2 separate regions of the Oryctolagus cuniculus genome follow, and region 1 is linked to region 2. A link is a contact called in public Micro-C data. All regions are on one chromosome and are shown on one strand. Each heading gives the region's core, a stretch centred on a gene start, on an enhancer-like site or on the middle of the called end of the contact. The rest is flanking DNA. Distances are from core to core; before and after follow the strand shown. Region 1 has its middle 250 kb from the start of MAFB. Region 2 holds the start of MAFB (MAF bZIP transcription factor B).

Region 1 (7,396 bases), core at 3,734-6,233, 250 kb before region 2:
GGACTCACCCAAGAGAGATGACAAGGGGGGTTGCAGAAGGTCTGTCTCCACATGCATTTAATCACAGAGCCAGACCACCACCACCACCCTTCTTAGGCTGAAATCCTAAGGTTCTGGGGGCATGTTTTGTTGAGGGGTTTTGTTTTGCTTCGGTTTGCTGTTTTTCTTTGTTGGTTAGCTGGTTTTGTATCTGTGGAATCAGAATGTCTCTGCTTCCCAGGGACAGTCCTGTCACCTATGACTCTAAGCTCTTCAGGGAAAAATCAAGTTACACCTTTTCAACCCCAGGACCATAGCATGTGCTTCCCCAAATGGCTATGCTGCTTTATTGATGGCTCCTCTGAGATTCAGCTCAAGGGGCTGCAGATGAGAGACAGATGAGCTCAGAACATACTACAGGAAGGGGAACACGGGTCTGGCCTTTGGCAAGAGGAGAGCAGAAAGCCCAACTGTCTGCCCCATTGGAAGCTGACCCTTTGTTGCACTGCATCCAGCATCTGCATGACTGGACCCAGAAGAGGTCATTGCTACTGGTGGTGGGCCTGGCGCCACATGCACCAGGTAGAGCCTGTGGAAGGTTCAGGAAATCCCACAAAAATCTTCTTCTTCTGGGTCAAACCTCAGTCAGTTCCATGGCAAATGTGCATTCAAGAAAGTATAGGGGCCAGCGCTGTGGCGCAGCAGGTTAAAACCCTGGCCTGCAGTGCTGGCATCCCATATGGGCACCGGTTCAAGTCCCAGCTGCTCCACTTCCAATCCAGCTCTCTGCTATGGCCTGGGAAAGCAGTGGAAGATGACCCAAGTCCTTGGGCCCTGAACCCACATGGGAAACCTGGAAGAAGTTGCTGGCTCCTGGCTTCAGATCATCTCAGCTCTAGCCATTGTAGCCATTTATGGAGTGAACCAGTGGATGGAAGATATTTCTTTCTTTCTTTCTTTCTTTCTTTCTTTCTTTCTTTCTTTCTCTCTCTCTCTCTCTCTCTCTCTCTCTCTCTATCTCTCTCTCTCTCAGTAACTCTTTCAAATAAATAAAATAAATCTTTTTTTATTAAAGTACACATAGTTCCCCAAGTTGGCTTCTTTTGTCTATCTCCGCAACTATCACCTCTGTTTAATTAGTCCTTTAGCTCTGTCCCCTGAGGGGCTGCAAACACAGATCTGATAGTTCTACCTCTTTCCTTAAAATTTTGGGTGGTTCCCATTGCTTGTCGGTGAAGCCCAAATTTCTTAACCAGGCACTCAGGGACTTTTATGATCTGACCTCTCCCACCATTTCCATCTTTCCCCCTCATGCACCTGCACTCGAGACTCACAAGCTTGCTCCCTAAACACTCCAGGCCCCATAACCTCGTCTCTCATATTTCCTCAAAAGGGCTAGTTCATATTTAAAAAAAAAAAGATTATGGGAAGACACTAAGGCTTGTCAGTGTTCAAGGAAACACAGAGTAGAATAGAATAGTCATTTCTACCTTCAAGTAGGAATAAATTTTGAAAGATTTATAAGGCTTAATGGTTAGAGAAATTATTTAATAATGATTTTTGATTACTGTGTTAGCAAAAGCATAAGTAATCATGACATAGCAACTAAAGGTAGGTGGGGGGCAGCATTTGGCACAGCAGTTAAGACACAGCTTGAGATTCCTGTATTCCTTTTCAGGAAGCCCAAGTTTGAGTCCTGGCTCCACTTCCACCTACAACTTCTTACTAACGTGCACCCTGGGATACACCAGGTGATGATGCAAATACCTAAGTCCCTGTAATCCACGTGGGAGGCCCAGATTGAGTTATGAGCTCCCGGAATCAACTTGAACCAGCTGGGGCTATAACAGGCATTTCACACAGGGGAGTGAACCAACCGATGGAAAATTCATATTCATACTCTCTCTCTCTCTCTCTCACTCTTTCTCTCCCTCCCCCCCCCTCAAAATTTTAAAAATTTAAATAAATGGCAGACATGTTTTTACCTCAGCCATTAAAACCTCCAGGATTTTTCCCTTTGAAGAACTTGGACGATTAAGTAAATAAAACACATTTACTCCAGCTTATTCAACATAGCAAAAAACAGAAGACAACTTAAATTTCCAAGAAAAAAAACAGGACAGCCAAATCATTTGTGGTTCATTCAAGCTGGTAAATTCTATGAACTTGTTAAAAAGAACCAAGCTGAGTTATATGGGCTGATTTGGAAGGATGTGCACACTATACTGTTAAGGACAAAAACAAAGTTATAAAATGTGATAGCATGACCCCAGTTTTGGCATTAACCAAGAGAGGACTGAAGAGAACTACCTGGATTACACATTGTTTCTGCCCATCATTGTCCCCTGGGCAGAAGGGGAGAGGAAATACAAGCAGCCAGGAAAGATTTTCTTTCACATTTTACTTTGCACCTTGCTATACAATCAGCATATTTCCACAAACACGTACTTCTTTGGAAAATGAAAGATATATATATATATATGCATATATATATATATGTATACACACACACACACACACACATAATATAAAATCCTTAAAGGTCCCCCTGTCAAAGCATTAGCATAGACAGTTGATGCTGAAAATTCAAGAATCAAGACTCAGAGAACATGGGAGACTGTTCCCCAAGATGTGAAAGGAGATGGTACAGGGGGAAGAGGCAGGGAGACCTCGAGTTCAAAGGAGCTTGCAGGGAAGACTCTTCCACGTTTGTGCAACGCCGCAGCACGGAGACCACACCCCAGGAGCTAACTAAGATCAAAATGAGAGCAGTAGGTGGGCCCTTGTGAGGATCGCTCAGGATGACTGGTCCCCTAGGACCCAGCATCTGACCACTGCTTATAGCTATCATCCCTGTATCTGGCACCCTGCTGGAGCCAAGCCTTGCCCTTGCTCCTGTGACCTGGGGGAAGCCTCCATCAGAAATAAGTCTTGGATGAATGTGTTGGGAGAGAAGGGACCTCAAACTTATCCTTGAGCCTGCCCCAGTGCTGTCCGGGTCCTGGGAAAGGGGCAGGGCAGGGAGCTTGAGAATGAGTGGGATATTGGTCCCATTTTTCGTCTTGATTTGGGGGCTAGTTCCATGGGTATCTCCACATTGAGAAAATTCAGCAGCAGCGATGCACTTGAGATATGTGCATGCATGTATATTACAATCAACAAAAATTATTTATAAAACAAAATATGATCTGCATCAGCTTTTATTAAAAAGCCACAAAGGATAAGAAGGAAGGATCCTCTGGGCTTGTTGTTCACTGTGCCTAGGCATCCCAGCATCCACCTCAGCATCAGCGGAAGCCACGGTGATGGTGGTACCCCACGCCATGCTTGTAAATACCCAAGCCCAGTTACAGGTGCAGCTGGAGCTACAGATACAAACAAACTTATATGTCTGGGAATTTAATTCATATATTTCATGTTCGCCTGAAAATGTCTGAATGGTCACACAGTAAACACAGGACCCTGGGAACCATTTTTACATTTTATTTCAATTATGTCCTCTCATTTGATTATGTCTACAACAAACATATTTTTGAAATTACTTTAGAGTGTTTCAAGGGCTTTTCTCCTGCTTGTTGATAAAACCTTACGCATCCCTGAAGGTGCCATCTTTTGCCCGTGATGGTTGTTCTGACACCTTGTTAGAGATTTGTTTCAAGCCTTGTCTTCTCGCACAGACCTCTTGTCCTGGCTTCACATGGAGTGAAGTACAAAGACCCCTGGGCCCCTTCCCAGACTTGCCGAAGTAGAATATTTAGGACCCACACTTCCATGTTGTAAGCCAGTTCTGTTGCTTGCTGTACTTTGATCACCTTTGGGTTAAGTGTGAGCTTCTCTCGTTTCTAAGTACCACAGCCTCTTTCTTGCATTCGTTATGTGGCCTAGGTTTTATCCAATCCCATGTCTGCCTCCTCCACTAGACTGTGAGCCCTGGAGAGCAGGGACAGTGCCCAGTTCAACAGAAGACCTGTGATGTGAGGCATCAGAACCTCAATCATCACACAACCATTGGATTCCCAAGAATGAGACTTACATGGTGGACCCAGAGCAGACTCATCACTGGGCTTAGTTCTAAGGTGTCTAATCTCTGGGTGGAGACAGCCATGCATGGCCAGACAATGGGGAAACCCCAGAGCCAGTGGAACCAGCTTAGGAGGAGGAGTGACCCAGTAACCCGGATTATACTGTTCTGTTTCATGAGTTGAGTTCCCTGTCCATTAAGCTTAAAGGAACCATAAATCACAATCTATATGGTAAGCAAGATTGAGGACCCCTAAGACCAGCAAGTCCGAACTCCCCTCATAGCAGAGTTGGGACAAGCCTGTGCTGTGGAGCTAGGGACCTCGGTTCAGTTCCTCATTCAACTTGTAACTACGTGGTTCGGGGCTGTCTCCTTTTTGAGCCTCAGCTGCCCCATTTGTGCATGGAGAAAAAAGCACTCAAATCAAAAGATGTTATGTTGCATTAGATACTCAAGGCAACAAGTGTTTGTGAAATGCCTGCTGTGAGTCCAGCACTGTTCCTTGTGCTCAGGACACAGCAGTAAGCAAAACAAGCTTAAACCTGTTCTCCATGGAGTTATGGGTATAAGGCTGAGCCCCTTGCACAAGGTGCCTGCTGCAGATAGTCAAAGGAGATTCCACCCACAGACCTGGCTGGCCTGAAGAGGAGTCCTGAAACTGACTAGCAGCGGCTGGATCCCAGAGGAAGTTAGCAGAAGTTCCCACTAGGTCCTGGCAGTAACTGAGGATCATTCTCCATAAATGGCCACTAACCAGGAGCCTTCAAACATTGCAGCTCTGTTCTGCTCAACTCACTCAGGCAGAGCACAGAGACAGTGCCTCTTAGGGCCCTGAAGCCCAAAGAAACGGGAGCTGTGTAAACAAACCTCCCGGGAGGAAGGGAGCCAAAATGTGTCCCCAGCCACCACCGCGCGGCCTCAGCAGACTCCCCTGGCTCCACTTCTTGGAAATAAGTAGCTCCCTTTCGCCAGAAGAAAATAACCTTAAACAGGAAAGGGCTTCATGATTCAGTGGGTAACTCGGGGCCCTTGAGGTGTGCCGAGCAGCTCTGCAGCTGTCCGCAGCCGCTTTCCTGCACCCCGGCGCGGGGGAAGAAGCGGGCTTCCTGGAAGTGAGCGTGGCTTGCAGCTGTGTGTTTGCATCTGTTGCCCTGGGATCTCCACGTGACCCATGTGCCTCTCAATAGCGTGTGTGTGCATGTGTGTGTGTGTGTGTCTGTGAGTGCCCGTGTGTAAGTGAGTGCTCCCACATGGGATTCTGGGGACAGGTGCCCACGTGTGGTTTTCCCTGAGGACCTCAGATTGCAGCTTCCACTTGCATTGCTATGCCTGTGTGTGTGTGTGTGTGTGTGTGATGCATATTTTATTTGTGTGTGTCTATGTGTGAGTGGGTAAATGGGCATACTTGATTGCTGAACAGGGAGAGGAAAAGGGAGGAAAAGGACAACAAGGAAAAAGTTCAGAGTCTGCCAGGAAAATGGGGAGCGTGTGCTGAGCAGGGATTCGAAGAGCTGTTGGGAGAGACATAGAGCCACAGACTCCAGAAGGGACCTCTCCTGGTTGCAGGGACCTCAGGGAATAAGGCGGCATTCAAAAGTCCAGCAGATGGGGCCAGCGCTGTGACGTAGCGGGAAAATCCACCACCTGCGATGCTGACATCCCATAAGGGCCCCAGCTCAAGTCCCACTGCTCCACTTCTGATCCAGCTCTCTGCTATGGCCTGGGAAAGCAGAAAATGGCCCAAGTCCTTGGGCAACTGCACCCGCTTGGGAGACCCAGAAGAACCTCCTGGCTCCTGCTTTGGATCAGCCCAGCTCCGGCCGTTGCAGCCAATTAGGAAGCAAACCAGCAGATGAAAGGTTTCTCTCTCTCTCTCTAATTCTTTCAAATAAATAAGTAAATCTTTTTTAAAAAAAGAAAGAGTCCAGCAAAATCTCCAGGGAAGTGGGGGAGCTGGCCATCAAGTCCCACACATCCTCATAAAGGGGCCTCATGAGGCTACCTCTTAGACCCACGCTATAGGATTAAGACTCCAGAAGGGGGGATATAATTTGTGGGCACTGACCAAGGGACCTTGGGAGCAGCCCACCCACCACGACCTCCGGTTCCTCCTCAGCCAGGGAACAGGGAAGTGATGTGGATGACACTGTACATCCTCCAATACCATCGGGCCTACCCCAGGGAGCTGGGCCCAGGCTGGACAAAAGAGAATGAGTGATTCACAGTGGGAGTACAGTGCTGGAGGCGCTGATGGAGGTTAAGCAGACAAGGGGAGGGGGAGCACCTCTTGGGAATGGAGGCATTAAGGACAGTGAAAGGGCCAGCTCTTGCCAGTGGAAAGAGGACAGTGAGGTGAGCGCAAACACCCACCACGAGACCCTGAAGGACCCTCCCCTGCAGGGAAGCCAGGCCTGCAAGGTTTGGGGAAAAAATATCAAAGAAAATTTGGTCCATTCTGATAGTGGCAGCTGTCCTGAGCTTGCCCCCAAGTTGGCAGGGCCTGGCAAAGCAGTCTACAAGGACAGTGACCTAGACACCACTGCTTCTGTCCTGGAGGCTAAACAGCCCTGTGCTGTGACCTCTACTTCCTTTCAGTCTCTTCCGAAATCTTCCTGGATGTCCAGTGGTCATCCTGACCAAGCACACAGGGCTTCGAGAGTAGGATCAGTGTGCTCTGCCTTCCCGCTCCAAGTTCAATGCCTACACATGAGATGACCTTGAGACCTTGTTCTGGTATTTTCTTAGGGACTCAGCCTCAGTGTCTATTTCTAGTGGGAAAGGCAAAGGGGCTCAAGCCTCAAGCTGAATTTTTGGAAAGTTTAGAATAACTATAGTCCAAAACAACCTAGTATATATTTCAAAATAATACAGAGCAGAGCTTGGATTTTCCAACACAGAGAAATGGTAAATGTTTGAGGAGATGGGGATACTAATTATCCCAATCCAATTTGAGCATCACACATTATATGTGTGTATCAAATTACCATGTTGTGTCCCATAAATATGTACAAATATTGTGTGTCAATTAAAAATAAGACAAGGAAGCAGGCATTTAGCCCAGCAGTTAAAACATCTATGTTCCACATCAGAGTCCTTGGGTTTGAGCTTCAGCTTCCGACTCCAGCCTCTGGCTAATGTAGACACTGCGGCAGTAGTGATGCTGGACCCCTGCCACCAACTTAAGAGACTTGGATTGAGTTCCCAGCCCCCAGCTTTGGCTGTAGTCCAGCCCCAACCTTTGTGGGCATTCAGGAGTGAACCAACAGATGAGAGCTCTGTGTGTGTTGTGTGTGTGTGTGTCCCTCTGCATCTTACAATTTAAAAATATATTTTTCAATTTAAAAAAATAAAATAAAAATTTAACTTAACAAAGCTCTATATATCCTTCCACCCCCA
Region 2 (7,055 bases), core at 904-3,403:
ACTGGAACCCCGGCCCGCAGCTGCCACAGTTTCCGAGCTGGGATCCCTTCTCACCCAAAGAAACCAGGGGGTCATGATCCATGATCAACAACATGCTAAAGTTAAACAAGAAAAAATGGTACAAAATAGAAATTATTACCATACATGTCCAGCATGCAGGATTAATATTTTTAATGCAGATTTTCGTATTTTTTTTCTATATAATCAAGCAGGCAATAAAACTGATGAGATTTGCGCGCCGAACGTCCTAACAGAGGCCGGCGTCTCAGGGCTGAGAGCCAGTGTTCCCGGACTCCGGACACACGGATCCGTCCATCCTCCTCGCTTTCGCTGAGCCTCGCCCGGCGCCTGCTGGGACGCCAGGGTCCCTCTCTCCTCTCTGCTCGCCGCTGTCTTCCTGGGGCGGAGTGCGCTCCGGACCGCCAAGCGGCGGCTCAGGCTTAGTGCGCAAAGTTCAGGACGCCAGGCGTCTCCCGCGGCCTGGGCGACTCCTCCGCACTACGCCTTGCGGTCCTCCAGGATGGAGGAAAGTTGCTCCGGGACCTCCCACCCCCTTTGTCTCTCTGGCTCTGCCCGAGTCTAGGAGGCGGCGCTGGCGTGCGCTACTCTCGCCCTCGCCAAGGTCCCCTGCTCGCCCGCACTCCCGCCCGTCGCCCGCGCGCCCTTCCTCCCTCTCGCTCGAGTCAAACAGGTCAAGGCTGGGGCCGCGGCAGGGACAGGGTCCGGGGGAGTCCAGGGCCGGGGACACGGAACGGGGAGTCCGGGCCAGGGCAAGGGCGGGGGCCGGGACCGGCCACGACTCACAGAAAGAACTCGGGAGAGGAGGGGCTGTCGCTGGTGGAGCCCGCCTCCCTGAAGCCGGAGTTGGCGAGTTTCTCGCACTTGACCTTGTAGGCGTCTCTCTCGCGGGCCAGCCGGGACACCTCCTGCTTAAGCTGCTCCACCTGCTGAATGAGCTGTGTCTTCTCATTCTCCAGGTGGTGTTTCTGCTGGACGCGTTTATACCTGCACGACTGGGCGTAGCCCCGGTTCTTCAGGGTCCGCCGCTTCTGCTTCAGGCGGATCACCTCGTCCTTGGTGAAGCCTCGCAGGTGGCGGTTCAGCTCGCGCACGGACATGGACACGAGCTGGTCGTCGGAGAAGCGGTCCTCCACGCTGCCGCTGCTGCCAGCCGCCGTCGCCGCCGTCGCCGCGTGCGGCCCGGGCCCGGGGTGGCTGGTGGGCAGCTGTTGCGCGGGGCTGGTGGCGCTGGACGGCGGCGGCGACGCTTGGTGATGGTGGTGATGATGCGGGTGCGCGTGCGGGCCCAGGTCGTCGTGGGCCACGCCGGCGCCGGGGTACGCGTGGTGCGGGTGAGGGTGGTGGTGATGGTGGTGGTGGTGCGCGCCACGGAACCCGTCGAAGCTCTGCAGCGGCTGTGGCACTGGGTGCGAGCCGATCAGCGCCTCCACCGCGTCCTCGGGCGTCAGGTTGAGCGCCTCGGGGTTCATCTGCTGGTAGTTGCTCGCCATCCAGTACAGGTCCTCCAGGTGGGTCTTCTGTTCGGTGGGGCTGAAGCTGGGCGAGGAGGGCACCGAGCTGCACGGCGTGCTGAGCGGTGTGGACGACACCGAGCCGGCTGGCTGCAGGCGCGTGCAGGGCCGGCCCGGACGCTCCGCGCGCCCCAGCGGCTCCTTCTTCACGTCGAACTTAAGCAGGTCGAAGTCGTTGACGTACTCCATGGCCAGCGGGCTGGTGGGCAGCTCTGGCCCCATGCTCAGCTCCGCGGCCATCGCTGACGCGAGGCGCAGTCGCCGCTGCCGCCCGGGAAACTTTGCGGCCGGCCGGGGCGCGCCGAGCCAAGCGCGGGGGCGAAGCGCGGCGAGCCGGAGAGGCCGGGAGCCGAGGGCGCAGCGGGCTGGGGCCGCTGGCCAAGCCTTTGTCTGGGGACGCGGCGGCGAGCCGGAGAGTCCCAGAGCTGCCTGCGCTGCCCCAGAGCTCGAGGCTGTAGCTGCGCTGGGACCGAGCCGAGGCAGTCGTGCAGGGCGCAGAGGCAAGCGGGGCGCGTAATGGGGCGGAGGGGAGGCGCGGGGCGAGCGCCCGCCACTCGCTCCCTAGCTCTCTCGCTCTGGGGTCCTCTCGCTCGCAGCCGCTCGCAGCCCGGCTGTGCAGCTGTGCTGGATCCGGCGCCGCCGCCGCCTTTTATCGCCTCCCTGAGTCACCGGGGCGCGGGGGCCCGGGCGGCCCGGCGCGCTGGCCAATGGCTGCTCGGCCCCCGCGGCCCGCACTGGGCGGGGCGCGCCTGACAGCTCCCCCGCCCCCCGCGTCAGCTGACTGGCGGCCGGAGCAGCCCCGGAGCCGGCGAGGCCTGGCGGAGGGTTGGAGCCGAGCGGGACGGCTGGCCCGGCCCAACCCCCCACACCCGCCAGGTCCCGGCCCCGCACTCTCGTCTTCGGAGCGCGCCCTACCTCCTAGCCAAGACGACGCTTCCACTCCCCCGCGCGCTCTCCTCCCTCCACACCCTTTGCTCCACCCTCCAACCCCCCACCCCCAGCCCGTGTCACCCCCTAGGAGGCTCAGAATGAGCGCCGGGACGACGCCTCCCGGGCCCTTTGTTCCCAAGCGGCCCCCGCCCAGTGGGCGACGCTCCGTGTCCTCGCAGCCGCGGGGCCGAGCGACGGTGTGCGGTGCGCGCCTGTGTGTCTGGAGGTCGGCACGTATCTGTGTGTTGGAGGCAGGGTTGGGGCTCAGCGAGTTGAGTACAGACCCAACTCTTAGCCTCCTGGGATCGTTCGGAGACTAAGAGGGGGCCGATCCCCTCCCGCGGGGTGGCCGAGCCCTGACTCCGCTGGCCCCGCCGCTCCCCGCGCTCACCCCACCCGCAAATGCTCACCGAGAAGGCACCGGGGGAAAGAATCGGCCCGAAGGCCCTGAATCCCCGTCCCCAGCCAGACGCACGCAACCTTGAGCGCTCCGAGCCTGGGGCCGAGGCCAGCCCGGGACGGGGCTCCAGTGGCTCTCTCTCGGCTTCTGGGGAACCGGCCCTGTTTTTGTTTGAACGTTTTGTAACCATTAAGCAGATCACGGAGTCTGCCCGCCGCGGAGAGGCTCAAACAGGCATAAAGTGCGACCCCAAGTGGCCACTGTGCGCAAAAGCGACGCGAGGCGCTCCTGCCCACTGCCCGGAGGCTTGGACCGCGCCTCGGACCCGGCCAGGTCTCCGAACCCGGGCCAACTCTAGCCAGCCCGGAACACAGGCGTGTGTGCGTCGGGGCCTACCACAGGTTCCCCTTGAGCCATACGCAGGTCCTCCGGTCCTATCTTCAGACTCAGCCGCGAGTCCTGCGCCAGTCGCCCCGATGAAATTCCATGCCCGAGCCTTCGAGAGTGGCCGTCGTCCTGGGCTGGGGACGGGCGGGTGGCCGATATTGGAAACACCACGGTGAGGAGGACCAGGACTGTCCGGTGAGAAACCTCCCTGGAGCGCAGACTGGGAGACGGGAGCGCAGCGCTGTAGGCGTCCAAACGGGGCTCTCCCGCGAAGCGCACCCTCCCCACCCCAGGACGGGATGACCAGAAATCTGGGGTCTTTCCGGAGGCTCTGGCGGGGGCACCGAAACCGGATACGTGGCGAATTCGCTGGACCCGGAGACCCGACCCGCCTCCCGCGTCGCCTATTTCTCCAGCTTGGGGAGCACGAGGGAAAGGCCAGCGAAGCTTGCGCTGGGTGAGTGCGTGCGTCCCGACCGCTGGCTGCACCGGGCCAGCACGACCGACCGACGCCGCGCAGGGAGGTCTAGGGGCCCACCCTGATGCGGACGCGGCCAGATTTTTTTTTTTTTTTGAAGTGTTATAAGATAAAATATTTGCCTCCAATTAATCTGAAAACCCTCTATTCTCTGGCGCCCTCGGGAAGGCTGTACTTGGGCGTGCGCTTGGGTCGCTTATTTTTAATGAAATCAGTGCGCTCTAACTAAATCTTCAACTTTAAGGTCCCGATCAGCTATTGTAATGCTGGGAAAACCCGTCTGCAACCCTCTGGGAGAAGCGCGTTCCCGCAGAAAGGGGGAGAAAGCCCGGGGCGTGCAGCTGCCCTGCTCCTGTCCGCTGCTGGACCCTAGGGACTTGCATTGGCCCTGTAAGTGTCCCCGTCGCGTTTGCACGCGGTGACCGCGGCCCAGTGAGGGATCATTTTCGATGCCACCCCGGCCTGGTTCCCTTGGGTCTGGGCAAGCTTTGGCTTGGGCCTCCAGGGTCCGGGCCCGAACGAACACACTGCGGTCGGAGGCATCCACTGAGCCGGAGCCGCAGCTCCCTCCCTGCGGGCCGGACAGTAGAAGACCGCGCAGCTGGCAGACTGCGCCCAGCGCTGCGGCCCTCTGCGAGCGCCAAAGTGGGCAGGCCGGGCTGTGCACCCCACACTCCGCGTGCCCCCTTTGGATCTGCCTGACCCTCGCCGTCGCAAGAGGGTTTTGCCTTCGAGACTCCGCGGTTCCAAATCTCGCGTTCTTCTTCGCGTCTCTGCCGCCGTCGCAAGCAGGGTCTCCGGCATTCAGGCTTTGTCTGGGCAGTCTTCCTCCTCTTTGTCCCCGTACCTCTGCCTCGGTCGCAGTCACCCCCTTCCCATGGGCTTTGAGCTGAGATATCTGCACCCATCCCTAAATTCACCTCGCGCCAAAAGCCGCTCTGTTGCGGCTCTCCCAGCCTAAGTCCCTTCCTCCTCTCCCCACTCTCCAATTCCCCTCCAGAACAAAGTGGGAAACAGCCTGACCCCCTGCCAGTGGCCAAGACACGCAGGCTGCCCGGAGTGAAGGCCTTGAAGGCCGCAGCCAACCCCGCTTCGTGGCCGAGCGCCCCTTCCTCCGCGGCGTCGTGTAGCTCCAGGCCTGGTAGCCTCTGGCTTCCACTGCCACCGCGGGCTCTGGCTCTGTGTGCCTGGCTCCCGGCCTGGCCACGCGGCAGTACCTGGGGGCTGCTCCCCATCCTTAGAAGATAGGCGGGGCCGGAGATGCTGTGTGCCCATTACCTCGGAGTCCCGCGCCCTGCAAGAAAGGTAGGGACGGCAGGAGATTTGGGGGCGGCGGTGGGGAGGCAGGGTCTCAAGCCTCCTGGAAGGAAAGCCCTCCCCCCCCCCCCCCCCCCGCTACCGAGCAGCACGGTGTCGCTTGCCATCAAAACTCCAGTGTGAAGTTGTAACCCGAGAGCGACGCCCTCTCCCTACCCACCCGAGTTGGGCCGGAGCCTCTACGGTCCCAGACGCGCCACTTCGGGATTCTTTGGCGGTGATGAAGGAGGTCTGCGCGGGCAAGCCGCCATGTAGCCTTCTAGGCGCGGGGCCTTGGGATGCGGGGTTATTCCCTAAGGGAAGAAGCCCATTGCCCGCTGCAGAGCGCGAGGCTCTCCGCGCTGCCCCCGCCCGCCTCCGTCAGCCAACGGGAGAACTGGAGCGAGTCCGGGCGCCGCGCCCTCCCGTGCGCCTCCAGCCCGGTGCTGCGCTCCTGGCCTCGGCGTTCAGCCCGAAGGTGCGCGGGGTTCGCCCGTGGTTTTCCGGAGGGTTGCAGGTGTTTGGCGAGAGCGAAGGCGCTTCTGTGCGCCGGTGGATGCGACTGGAGGCATGCGGGAGTGGTGTGTGTGTATGTGGGTGTCCGCGCGCGCGCTTGTGTTGGGTGGGGAGCCGCAGCACGCGGGACGCGGGAGCCGGAAACTCAGGTTCTCGCCCTCCGAGGTCGCCAAGCAGAGACTGGCGGTCACGAAAGGTTCGGACGGCTCCCGCTTACTCGGAGCCTCCCGGAGGTATGAGGCTTCCAAGAAGAGGCAGGGGGTTTGTGCCCTTCCAATTTGCTCTTTCCTCAAAGCAGCTGTCACTTCTACATTCTCCTGTCCCACACAATGGCCATCAGGTTCCAACCCAGTGCTTCCAAAACTCTTCTTATAGTTCTGGGCCCTGGTAGCCTTTAGGCAGTCTGAGGATTCAGTGGCCCCAACAGGGAACCAGAGTCCCTGTGTTGCACAGCCCCCCACACGCAGACACACATACTGCAGTGGAAATGTAAGCTTAAAATCACCACACATTTCCTTCTGCTTTGCTTTATTGTGACTGCTAGAAAAAGCACCCATGTGGCCCACCCTGTCTTTCTGTTGAGCAGCACTCAGCAGATAACCACTGGGCAGCATTACCTTCCATACAGACAGACTGTCTGATGATGTGCAGAGCCTTGCAAAAGCCTTTGAGCGTTCACTTTTGCATTGAATTCTCACGACCCTGTGAGCTGGCAGTTTTTACTACTGTCTTGCAGAGATGGGTAGGCAGGCAGGTGCAAGATTGCTAGGCAGATCCAGATACATAGAGGTGGCCCAAGAGCATGAAGCACAGCTGCTCATGCACTCCTATGGCACAAATGGGTAGCATGATCCCCACTTAACACAAAGAACGAAGCTCTGAGACGGTAAGTGATTTCTTGCAAGTTCCACAGTGCTGATGAGCTGGAGCTTTCGGTTGCAAGCCCAGAGCACTGAGTTCTAGGAAGTGTGTGGGCTCCATCTTGAGTGGGCAGCATGCTGGGGGGGCCTGTTCTCCAGCTGCTCTCTGGGTTGGGACTTCTAGCTGTCCACAGGATTAGTGGCTCAGCTCAAGGCTGAGCTTCCAGGGGTGCCACGTCCCTGCCAAGAGGGCTCCCTTACATCAGGAGCATTTCCTGTGCTTTCTTGTGGATTGTGGATGGCAGCCTCACGTGCTTGGGCTCCCCCTTCCCTCTCCTCCTCCCTGACTCTGTGGGGCTGGGCTGGGGAGCCAGGCAGGAGTGCAAGACAAAGGACAGACATTTTTGGAAAGGCGTCTGCTCCTGTCCTTCACCTCTGATCCTTGGTCCTGCCTCTATCCTGAGTATGTTCTTCAGCTTCAATTAATCCAGCTCTTAAATATCAGGCCTGGGGAGGTGGGGGGAGGGAGTGAGGTAATGATGGGGAGTTCAGTGCCAACAGGAGCCACCATACATCGAGGGACAGATAACCAGGGCCTTCCCTTCCCATCACTATACCCACTCCCATGACTCAAGGCCAGCGTGAAGGATCCTGGG

What was found. Hi-C and Micro-C count contacts between places; a contact is called where the count stands out from the background.
Region 1: a Micro-C map of ear pinna shows a contact between it and region 2, with 2.5 times the contacts expected there. The contact joins the enhancer-like site here to the promoter of MAFB in region 2. A contact is called at or near these places in 2 of 6 Hi-C or Micro-C datasets (ear pinna and an unstated tissue).

What each region holds. Positions count from the first base shown.
Region 1 is chr11:18,507,213-18,514,608 of mOryCun1.1, reverse strand. No RefSeq gene overlaps it. Among named protein-coding and RNA genes, the nearest start is that of MAFB, 250 kb to the right of the region's middle. Within about 2 kb of position 4,983, at least 1 of the 8 cell types and tissues checked has an H3K27ac peak or open chromatin away from gene starts, as enhancers often do. A contact at or near this core is called in ear pinna, where this site is marked.
Region 2 is chr11:18,253,502-18,260,556 of mOryCun1.1, reverse strand. MAFB (MAF bZIP transcription factor B) reads right to left here and starts at 2,153. Exons shown (of 1, transcript XM_008274435.4): 1 at 1-2,153. The coding sequence starts at 1,772. The coding sequence ends at 801.